Regions from separate parts of the Drosophila melanogaster genome. Here region 1 is linked to region 2. Evidence: chromatin contacts called from public Hi-C data. All regions are on one chromosome and are shown on one strand. The core of a region is the stretch at or near the end of the contact, and the rest is flanking DNA. Distances in the headings are between cores, read along the strand shown.

The links. A called contact is a pair of places that touch in the nucleus more often than the background predicts.
Region 1: a contact with region 2 is called in a Hi-C map of the Kc167 cell line, with 3 times the contacts expected there. A contact is called at or near these places in 17 of 107 Hi-C or Micro-C datasets (the D17-c3 cell line, the Kc167 cell line, the ML-DmBG3-c2 cell line and 6 more) and 1 of 7 datasets of targeted methods (the Kc167 cell line).

The regions. Positions count from the first base shown.
Region 1 is chr3L:13,386,372-13,391,988 of dm6, forward strand. It overlaps Poc1 (Proteome of centrioles 1), which reads right to left and starts at 3,635. Exons shown (of 2, transcript NM_140383.2): 1 at 2,623-3,635; 2 at 1,928-2,555. The coding sequence starts at 3,501. The coding sequence ends at 2,259. CG10171 reads right to left here and starts at 1,536. Exons shown (of 3, transcript NM_168542.3): 1 at 1,295-1,536; 2 at 230-1,239; 3 at 1-167. The coding sequence starts at 1,403. The coding sequence ends at 344.
Region 2 is chr3L:13,041,936-13,047,610 of dm6, forward strand. Syx13 (Syntaxin 13) reads left to right here and starts at 2,499. Exons shown (of 3, transcript NM_079330.3): 1 at 2,499-2,630; 2 at 2,983-3,660; 3 at 4,282-4,959. The coding sequence starts at 2,985. The coding sequence ends at 4,460. It overlaps RpS4 (Ribosomal protein S4), which reads left to right. Exons shown (of 6, transcript NM_001300126.1): 2 at 47-79; 3 at 175-433; 4 at 507-604; 5 at 1,231-1,402; 6 at 1,639-2,299. The coding sequence starts at 77. The coding sequence ends at 1,892. snoRNA:Psi28S-3327c (a small nucleolar RNA gene) reads left to right here and starts at 1,436; the gene lies at 1,436-1,575. CG11279 reads left to right here and starts at 5,042. Exons shown (of 2, transcript NM_001300127.1): 1 at 5,042-5,236; 2 at 5,300-5,675. The coding sequence starts at 5,146. The coding sequence ends at 5,517. It also overlaps snoRNA:Psi28S-3327a and snoRNA:Psi28S-3327b.

The DNA.
Region 1 (5,617 bases), core at 2,385-4,884, 350 kb after region 2:
ACAGTCACAGTAACAACAACGTCATAATCCGTAAAGGAACATGGTTAGCTACCTTAGAGTAAATATAATCTAACTGCCTTGGCTATTCGGTGCCCAATCGTTGTTTTCATCGAGTCTCATAGGTTGGTTAGTTCGCTAGGCGATATGTAAGCTTCATAAAAATATATCTATGGAGGGTATTTCACCGGCGTTATGAAATTATAAATGGTTAACAATTGTACATATATACCTGTCTAAAAGGCTTTATGAGGATGGGTTTATGTTTAACACGGAATTCAATCTTGTGAGGCAGCCTTTGACATTTTTAGCTATTGAATGCAGCTAATCCTAATCCAAAACAGCATTAGCGCACGGGCCAGAATCTCTGGGCCAGGAGAGGAATGGTGACGCCGGTGACGATGCTGGAAATCAGGTTGACACTATGGTTGTCCAGGATGCGCAGTCCGCTTACGTGGCGCACTCCCTTTCCAGGTGTATCCACAATCTTGCCTTCCTCATTGATGCCCGAGAACTGCAGCAGACCACCTAGGACAGAGTCCAAAAGGGACCCAAAAAGTCCAGCGATGCCACCGAAGGCGATGATTGGCCATTGTGGTGGGCTAATCAGAAGCATTTTGGCCTCAACCGTGTAACGAACGGTGACGAAATAGCCAAAGCCGACGAGCAGACCGCCGAGCAGACTCACCGCGACGCCGAGCAACGAAACCCCACCATTGGTACCGCGCGGCACTCTGCGCCAGGTGATGATAGAAACTGGATCGCGTTGCGACAGCACGGATCCTAGTTCACTGGACCAGGTGTCGCCATTGCAACAGGCAAACGCACTCATAACGGCCACACCCAGCCAGCTGGATCGGTATTCTCGTGCGAAGTCCACCGCCCGCTCGCCACTACCGCAGTCCAGCAGATAAAGCAATGCAAGCTGGGCGGCCATGCCTCCGTTGCAGAGTACCTGTATCCAGTTTCGTTGGCCTTCGCCCTCGCGAAAATCGCTCTCGAAACGGCGTTTCATGTGCGCGCGGAACTTGGTGGCCCGCGATGAGCTGAAGAAGAACACCACCAAGCTGGCGAAGAACGGATGGCTGGCGATGGAGAGAATGAAGGCCACCAGAATGCCCAGCGCAGCTCCAGATCGGTTGACGCTCCTCCGGCGCAGAGCCACAGTCATCAGGGCCAAGGGCGCCAGTGTGGAGAAGAGCCAGCGCACCGGCGGAATCACCCGGGACTCTGTCGGATAACCTTTTGGCATTAGTTGACCCCAGGTAACGTTCGCACTGGAATCCATATAGCTCACCCTCAAAGTCACTGCTCCAGAACTTGGACAGCGCCACATTGCCCAGCCACATGAACAGCGAGATCGGCACGGACAGTCCGCAGAAGAGCACTGGCATCCAGTCACGCATCTTGACGTTTTATGGGCGCTGTTTATCGCCACTTTCTCCGGCGGGTTTTGTTTATTTATATGAGCCAGTGATGCCGTTGACTAGTGTTTGAAAATACCAAATGTTAATGTGTCAAATGTATGGCAACCTGGCTTTTAGTTCAACGAAGACTCAACCCATTCCGTTTTTAAATGAAGATTCAATTTTAAATAAATTATTTTGAAAAATAATTTTGTTTCTATGTAAAAATTGTTTATTACTTTTATTCTTATATATATTATAAATTCGAGTGTGCTCTCAGTATTTAAAATCTTGTTTAGGCATTTAAATGAATTCAAAATATCCAAATAAAGTTAATTTGAACACGATTGTTATTAAATAAACATATTTAGAGAGTAAGATCTTTACCATTTTCTTTTTAGGGGTATGAGCCATCGGAACCCCTTTGAATATTTTATAAAAATAAATATATTTAAACGAAAAAGGGTATTTACAGCAATCATTTTAATTTTAAATTGCAAAATAAAATTCATAGTGATGGATCTAAAATTGTTCAATTGCTTTTTATAAAATGCGTCATACAGTGGAGCAGATATATTTAATAATTTCACAATTTAATTATCAAGGATCGCTATTAATTATGATTGGTACATTAATTTTAACTACGTTTAATTGTATTTTAGGGAGCTTAGAAGGCTATAAAGAGTATATGCCCTCCAATCGTCGCACACGCTCATCGATCGAGTCCAATAGTTTGCTGATCTCGTCCAGCCGCGCGGAACAGGAGCACAAGTCCGACCCAGATTCGATGGACACATCCAGTACCTGCGGAATGTTCGGCTGGTTATGTGCGGCAAAGGCTACTGAACGTGTTGGTTAAAAGAAGCGCGGACTGGAGCTATGCTGTTTGAAGTCCATGCCGTGACCGAGCACCTTCTCCGGCTGCGTCGAATGTTTACTGTCGAGCACCTGAAAGTTTTCTTCCGAGAGCTGATAGGCCAGCGATTGGCGCGGATCAATGCGGATACTAAGGTCATTGGACTTGGATGTCGAACTGCCTTCGCTCTGTTTGGAGGAAACGCCACTGCTTTCGCAACTGGAGGAAGCCAGCGCAGACTTGGCTTCAAACTGCGAAGCATCATAGGTGTGTAGGTTCGACTGCCAGACCAGGAGCTGCAAGCGAAACAGAAATCAAGGAGTAAAATTATCTTCATACCTTTATTAAGAAACAGAAACTCACCTGGCGATCACTGCCACCGGTAGCAAATTTGTCGCCATCGCGACTGAATGCCACCGCATTCACCGCATCAGTGTGGCCCGTCAAAGTGTAGATGGGTCTTCCCTCCAGCAGGTCTAGGATGCGGATGGTGCGGTCGTCACTTCCGGAGAGCAGGAAGTGTCCGCTGGGATGAAAGGCCACATCGTTGACCGGCGCCGAGTGCACCACGTAAAGCTGCAACAGCTGGCTGCCGGAAACGTCAAAGATTTTGATGCGGTTACAGCCGAGGGCGACGGCCAACATATTGCCCCACGGATGCCAGGCCAGTTGCCGTGGAGCGGCTCGTTCCTCGGTGAAGGTGCGCACGCACTCGCCGCTGTCCACATCGTAGATCCTCACCGACTTGTCATCGCTGGCGGTGGCCACCAGTTTGCCATTGGGACTGAACTTGGCGCTGCGCACCCAGTTGTTTTGCTGTGCAAACGAAGACACAAACTGCCGCCTGGCAACGCGCCATATCTTCGCCGACTTGTCATCGGAGGCGGTGAGCATCAAGTGACCGGTGGAGTCGAAGTCTACGCTGCGCACCGCCTTGCTGTGGGCCACAAACTCCCCGGAAACGCCACGCAACTTGGGCTCCCAGATCTTTACGGTGCGATCGTGTCCGGCGGAGGCCACCAGGTTGCCCTTTGGCGACCAGGCCACACCGTTCACCGGCGCCGAGTGCGACGCAAAGCGAATGCAGCGGGCCGCCTGGTTGAGATTCCACAGGATCACCGTTGAGTCCGTGGACGAGGTGGCGATCTGGGCGCCATCGGGACCAAAGCGCAGCTGTGTGATGCCGCCCGAGTGGCCAGTGAAGTGGCGCTCCAGTGCCGGATCCCTGAACAGTCCTTGCATCTTGTCTTTAATTTAGACTTGTGATGGGAATTTTTGACAAATCAGTATTGCTTTGACGCTGAAGTTTAAATGAGAAAATTGCGTCGTCGATTTTTGGACGCGTTATTTGAAATGATCGGTTATCGGAATTTGAATCGCGTAGGCCCAGTGTAACCGTATTTCGATTACTGAGATATACCAAGTTGCCCGATAAATATACTGAATGACAGATGTTAAAGCGCCATCTATTGATGAAGATATACTTCATTACAGAGTAAGTTAACAGCGCCCTGACATTAAATTGGCGCCAAAGTTTTTGCATTTAAATAAACATTTATTAGAAATTATTAGAATTTATTTTAAGACTTCAAACTTCGTTTTAAAATATTAAATTTTTTAAAAGTGTTTCTAGGAATAGATGGTTTGGCTTACTATTTAAATAATCTTAAGATATGGCTTGATTTAAGCAGACTAAATCTTTAAAACTTTTAAACTAAACTTTAAAACTTTTTTCAAGCATCTATTTTTGTATTTCTATATGTACTTTATTTCTATGCATATTTCTAATGCATAGAAACCATAGAAAAATAATGTATGTCTTGATTTTTGCGCATGTCTGGTTGTTATACTATAACATAATCAAACCAAAAATCATGTATAAATCTATGTTGTCATTTTCAAACAGTGATTTCTGCAACAGGTTGCTGATGGGAACTCATCACTTCTAGGCGATCCTCGAACATATGTCTCCTGTGGGGAACAGCAGATGTATTAGACCTGAGTGGTCCCTACCTGTGCTGTCATTATCCTTTCTCCTGACCGTCGAACTCTGGGCTAGTTCATTCAACTTCAACCTGCTGCCGTTCAGTAAACTTCTCTAATGATCCTCCGCTGGGTTTTGGCCAAGTTCAATGGCTCCTTTCTGCAGCTACTGCTGCTGCTGCTATCTCTATCGGCTAATTATGCGTTCGCCAGCATGTCGGGCAATGGACCCCGGTACAGGTCTAAAAACTGACATCAAATTAAACAACGAAATGTGACAGGAGTGCAACTGTGAAAGTGCAACGGCCAAAGGAGCGGACTACAAACGAAACCACCGACCCAATCGAGAACTGCGAACTGGGCTCGAACTTTGAGAAATTAGTGTGACAAGCACACGATTTCCACCTGTAGCATGCTACTCGTAACTCGTAACTGTTCTTTGCCAAAATGCAGTTAGGACCGATACACATGTTGCAACCCCTGGCCATGTTTTTATTCCCGCAGATCGCATAGACAAAAGGTCGTTGTCGTGTGTCCCTTCCCTGAGGGGAGCCACTCCACTCCAGTCCACTCCACTCCAATCCACTCCAATCGAACTCTGGCGAGGGTTCAACAAACTGCTTTTTATCAACAAACTGTTGCACTTTCAAATAAACTAAGCTAATGTGCCAGGGGGGAAAAGTCGCCAGAACCTCAAGACCAGCCAAAATCCTTGGCCAAATAATGAAGAAGGTGCCGGTATCTTTAGGTTCGAATGTATACTCTTCTCCAGATGATATTGGTTTATTTTTCATAAGTTCATAAAGTCATTAGATTACATATAAATATTTAATTTACCTATGTTGATCTTAATATATGCTCTTCAATTTTTTAATGCATATATATGTATCAGCTACCAAGACATTAAATACATATGCCAACAATATTACTGCAAATTTTGCCAAATAGCACATGTAACCCTTTGGCAGAGTAATCTAAAAGCCGCTCGGCAAAAGTCCTGGATGCGTGGCATGTGGCTTGTGCCACAAACGAGCCGCATGATCGAACTGGGCCTAAGAACCGGGATCGGAATCGGGATCGGGAATCGGTACTTGGGAAACAGCCCGACCCCAGAGGCACCAATCAAACAGCGGACCCTCGTGCCAGCTCTGCTCGAAGCCCTCGGCTTGGCTCGTGTCATCTGTTGAATTATAAAATATGGCAAGGAATTAATTTGGCCAGCCCCTGCTGTCCTGGCCGCCAGAATCTGGCACAGCAGCAGCAGCAGCAGAAGGACCAAAGCGGCAGCAGGATAACGATCCTCGCCGATCCGAATCATCTACCGCTATGTGCAATGCTCTGTTTTGCTCTGCTCTGCTCTTATCTGCCGAGCACC
Region 2 (5,675 bases), core at 1,249-3,748:
GAGCGAATGCTGGCACAAAACTAACGTTTGATTGTTCTATTTGCAGTGATCGCCCGTTCAATATAGTGAATCAAACATGGTGAGTATCTGTTGGTGGTGGAGATATGGTCACGATTGTTTGTCTTTGCCTTTGGAATACCTGACTAACGGCTAAAACCCACTTACACTTTGCAGGCTCGTGGCCCCAAGAAGCATTTGAAGCGTTTAGCCGCCCCCAAGGCATGGATGTTGGACAAGCTGGGAGGCGTCTTCGCCCCGCGTCCCTCGACCGGTCCACACAAGCTCCGTGAGTCGCTGCCCCTGCTGATCTTCTTGAGAAACCGCTTGAAGTACGCCCTCAATGGCGCCGAGGTCACCAAGATCGTCATGCAGCGCCTGGTTAAGGTCGATGGAAAGGTCCGCACCGACCCCACCTATCCCGCTGGCTACATGGGTGAGTTGTGTGCTCGGCAAGAGTGTGCTTCAAATGTGCTCCATACTAATGGGCTCCATTGCCCGTTTTTTAGATGTCATCACCCTCGAGAAGACCGGTGAGTTCTTCCGTCTGGTCTACGACGTGAAGGGACGCTTCGTCATCCACCGCATCTCCGCCGAGGAGGCCAAGGTGAGTTATCTAGTCTGTGCTTCCAGAGGTTCCCGCTTTCCAACCATGGAGTTAAAATCTAAAATTATTAACTGAGGTTTCATCCTCAACTAGGAATTCTTTTCATGCAAGAGCACTTGAATTAGATTCATCTAACTTCATCTTTAAAACATAAATAGTTCACCTATTTTGGAATACAAAATCAATCTTTATGCTAATTACCGAAAGTAATTAACTTAAATATCGAAAGGGCTTTGTCGAAGACCGTTTTGCGTGTAGAATAGTGCGCCGATTGGTTCAAAACGAAGCCCAAAGCAATTTTTGATACGACGGTCTCTGATTCGACAAATCCCAGTTGATTCAGTAACTTTTACGTGCAATTACAAAAGAAACCAAGGAGTATAAAGCATTATATTGTAATTCTGTGGGCTACGTCGAAGACCGATTTCCGCTTGTTGCCATGTGTCTATTGGTTCAAATCGAAGCCCAAAGCAATTTTTGATACGACGGTCTCTGATTCGGCATTCCACAGTCGTCTGAGTAACTTTTACGTGCAATTACAATGCAATTAAATGAAAGTGGTAGTGCAATTGTGTAGAAATAAAACGTCTTAAAATTAACCCACATTTTCTTTGCTTCTTTTGCAGTACAAGTTGTGCAAGGTCAAGAAGACCCAGCTGGGAGCCAAGGGAGTTCCTTTCCTGGTTACACACGACGGTCGCACCATCCGCTACCCGGATCCCCTGATCCACGCCAACGATTCCGTGCAGGTGGACATTGCCTCTGGCAAGATCACCGACTACATTAAGTTCGATTCTGGTAAGCATCCGCTATCGTAGATCATCGTGTTCATTGGCTGGTTCGAAGACCACAAAACGCTCCTCGAAAGTTGCGTGGTTCAAAAACAATAAGCCAAAAGCAATTTTTGTCACGACGGTCTCTGATGCGGCATTCCAAAGTCGCTTCAGTAACTTTTACGTGCAATGACAGTCGCCCAATATTATTAACCAAGTCGTATGATTCCAACTAACTGGTATATTTCTCCGTCTCCACAGGCAACCTCTGCATGATCACCGGAGGCAGGAATTTGGGACGTGTCGGCACCGTTGTCAACCGTGAGCGTCATCCCGGTTCCTTCGACATTGTGCACATTAAGGACTCGCAAGGTCATGTGTTCGCCACCCGTTTGACCAACGTGTTCATCATTGGCAAGGGCAACAAGCCCTACATCTCCCTGCCTAAGGGCAAGGGTGTCAAGCTGAGCATTGCGGAGGAGCGCGACAAGCGTCTGGCCGCCAAGACCCACTAAGGCGCAGGAGTTTAAGGACTTTTACCTTTTAGCATAACACTCTGTACGTTTAGCTACGGAATTACAAGCCGAGAACGTAACACATGTGTTTTCTTTTGCAATGGAAGTGGTTGATCTATTTGTTGGCCAAGAGTTTAAAGAATCAGATGTTTGCTTTGAAATGTGTAAAAAAAAAAACATGGGACATGTGTGACGTGACTTAAAGCTATTCAAACGTGACTTTATAGGAACTTTAAAATCAATTCACAATGCCTTAGAACTGGACGTAAAGTAAAACTACCCTCAAAATTGACATTTCAGAGCTTGAAAGACTAGTTTTATCTATGACACGAATTCAAAAGTTGCGTTTGTTAAGTAAATATTTCAAAAGCAGATTTTAATGAGGACTTAAATTTCAATTTATGATGATGATTGTGTTATTCTTGTTTACGTCTTCATCTCACTTATTTCATTCATATCATAAAAAAAGGGCAATAGATTATTGAAAAAAGGAATTCATTTATTTTACGGGGGGGGGGGGGGTGAGTTTTAACCCCTCTGTGGTGCGTGGGGGCTGGAGTTGGCGCCCAAATAATCGATAACCCGCCCCCAGCATCGATAGAACGGCCGCTGCGAAAGCTCCGGTCACACTGCTCAGTGGGCTGCTGCTTCTGCTGCAGAGAATTATCATTGTATTTCGTGTGGTGAAAGGCTTTGTGCGCGAACATTGTGCGTCCCCGGATCAGAACTCGCTTCGAAGTAAGTACCCGACCATCCCGGTGGCGCATTCCGCCGCTGGGCGGAAGCCCTAGCAGAGCCCCCGCCCCCAAAAGCAAATCATATGCGAAGAAGAAAACACGAAAATGCTGGCCACCCATACAACGATGCGCTGCACACACCGATGCACACCGACACATACGCACACGGGCGAACATCATATGTTGATAAGTTGGCGACAACAACAACAACAGCAGCAGCAAGAACAACAAGAACAACAATGCATGTGAATCATTTGTAGGGATTTGTCTGTTTGCTCGCGAGTGGTATTAAATGTCGGCCTATTTAGCAAGACCCCTGCTTTGAACTCACAGCGATACATATGCACTTACAGATATGTCCAAGGCCTTGAACAATCCCGGTGGCAACGGAGGAGGCGGTGGCCCCCATCGGGACTATGGTGCGATGGCCGATTCAACGCCCGAAGTGAGCTTTGCGGCAGCCGGCGGTTCGTCCGGCTTCAGTCCGACGGAATTCATGTCTCTTAGTGAGGACATTGGCCACAACATCACTGCCATCCACAGCAGCACCAAGCAGTTGGAGAAGCAGCTGAAACTGATTGGCACATCCAAGGAGCAGCCAAATCTGCGGGAGAAGGTGCACACCATCAACACCAAGTGCAATGCCCGGGTGCAGACCACCAGTCAGGACTTGCAGAGGCTACAGGCCGTTGTGCGGCACGGAGATCGCCAGCAGAAGCTGCAGCTGGAGAAGCTCACCCGGGAGTTCCATGGCGTGGTGGAGAAGTACTCCAATCTGCAGCGACGCATCTCATCGGCCATGCGGCAGACCCTGCAGCAGGCGCAGCAATTTGCCGATCAGGTGGTGGAGACCAACGCCCGTGCTGAGCTGCTGCAGCAACAGCGCTTGGAGCAGGCCCATCTCCAGCAGGAGCACGACATGCTCGACGATCGGCGGCGGCAGGTCGAGCAAATAGAGTCGGACATCATCGATGTCAACCAGATCATGACCCAGCTGAGTGGACTGGTGCACGATCAGGGGCAGCAGATGGGTGAGTAATCTCCATCCAAGTGGGGCTCAACGACCGCAAATCGAGAAACCACAAGCCGTAATTAGGGCTCTCACTTTACGACCCAAATGCACGCAGTTCCACATATTTAATAGCGTCCAAATGGAGAAATCCATTGGTAAAACAAAATATTCAGAGCTTATCAGTTGCTTAAAGGTTGCATAGCAAATCTCTCAAATGAGTTGATAAGTAAACATGTGCAAGAAATTATGAATCATTGACTTTGCTTCAATAACAATGCACATTTCGAAATTGATTGGAATTATCAACAACGACTTAGACGTTTTAATTTTCCATATCTTTTATGAAAACCCGTGTCATTTGGCAAGTAATGTGTGCATACGCTTATCATATCGTTTAATTTAACTTCCTGTTTATTTGAACAGTAATCAATTATTTCGGGTCTTACAAAAATAAGAAGAAACTGATAAGAGCAAGCAAATATTATAAAATATTTACTGACTGCTATTACAGGTTTAAATATCCAAAATTTTTCACTCCTTATTAGTAATAGTTTTGAAAATTTCTAGGTGCTTGCTTGATGGAAGGTTTTTGTACTTGTTTTTGATTACACTTTCTAAGCAAATCTCAATTTCTTTCCAGATTTCATCGAGAACAGTATTGAGCAGACGGCCGCCAACGTTGAGGATGGCACCTCGGAACTGGCCAAGGCGGCCAGGAGTCGCCAGAGCTACCGGCGCAAGATCTTGATACTCCTGGTGATCGCTGTGATAATAGGTTTAATCGTAACTGGCGTTATCGTTGCCAAACTGAACAGTTAATTGTTTTATTTTTACGCCCATATTCAACAAACACACGCAAACATACACAACCCACACACACACACACGCATAGATTTTTGTAAAACGATTTTTATAAGAAACAAAATATTCGATCGTTGAGAACTCTGTTTAATCACCAAGTGAGCAAAGACAACAAGAATGTAGAGGAAAAGCTAAAGCAAAAAATAAAAACAAATACCATATTTATAATTATACATATATATCTACATATATATACATAAGTAAATAAGGATACTGAATCCCACTTAACTTGCATATAAACAATATTCAGCGCTTTTAAATGTTAATTATTTCTTGTTAAAAACGATTATCGCGAGCAATCTGAGTTTTGCATTGAAATTTGTAAAATTTTTGTGTTTAGTTTCGAGAAAGCGGAAGGCGGATTGCTGAAGCCGTCTGCGGCTTTAGTATTCCCTTTTGATATATGTTACAAGTTATATATAAGTGAGCCAGCAATCGAAAATAAAATAAACCGAACAAACCAATTTGAGTGATTTGAAAAGCGCGCCAAGTGGCTCAAAGAGGATGCAATAGGTTGGCAGTCCGCTTAAATTGATAGGACGTAATCGATAGACTTATCGGTGTGGGGCAAAACCAAAACAACGTGCTGCACAGCAAAACATTTATATTTCGTTTTCTTGATAAAAATTTGTCATTTGTAAAGATGCCACAGGGAAAATTCAAGAAGGCCAAGCTACCAGCAGCGATACAGAAAAAGAAGAACCAAAAGCAAGCTGCTTTCACCCGTCGATCAAGTGATTACCCACATGCTTAACAATCTTCTCCAAATTCTATGTTTTTGTTTTATTAATTTACAGATGCGCCAATTCAGGCGAAAAAGGCCAAGTTCAATGAGACGCAGAAGATCAAGTCCGTTATTTCGAAGTCGGTCAACAAGAGCGTGGAGAGCGAACTGCGCTCCCGCGCCCACGAGGGCTACATCCAGTTGAGCAAGGCCCAGGAGGCGGTGGCCAAGCACCACGCCTCCCAGGCGAAGGCGGCTGCGGCGGCCAGTACCGCCAAGTCCGCGGAATAGCTTACTCTAGGCATAAGTACTCTGTTGATAACCAAATGACCTGCATATTGTATAGTAAAACATTTCTAAAACTATTTCCTTTGTTATAGCATCGATTGGAACCCAAAGGAAACGAATTCTCCTCTTAAGATTGCCAAAAGGATTAACAAATCCGCCTA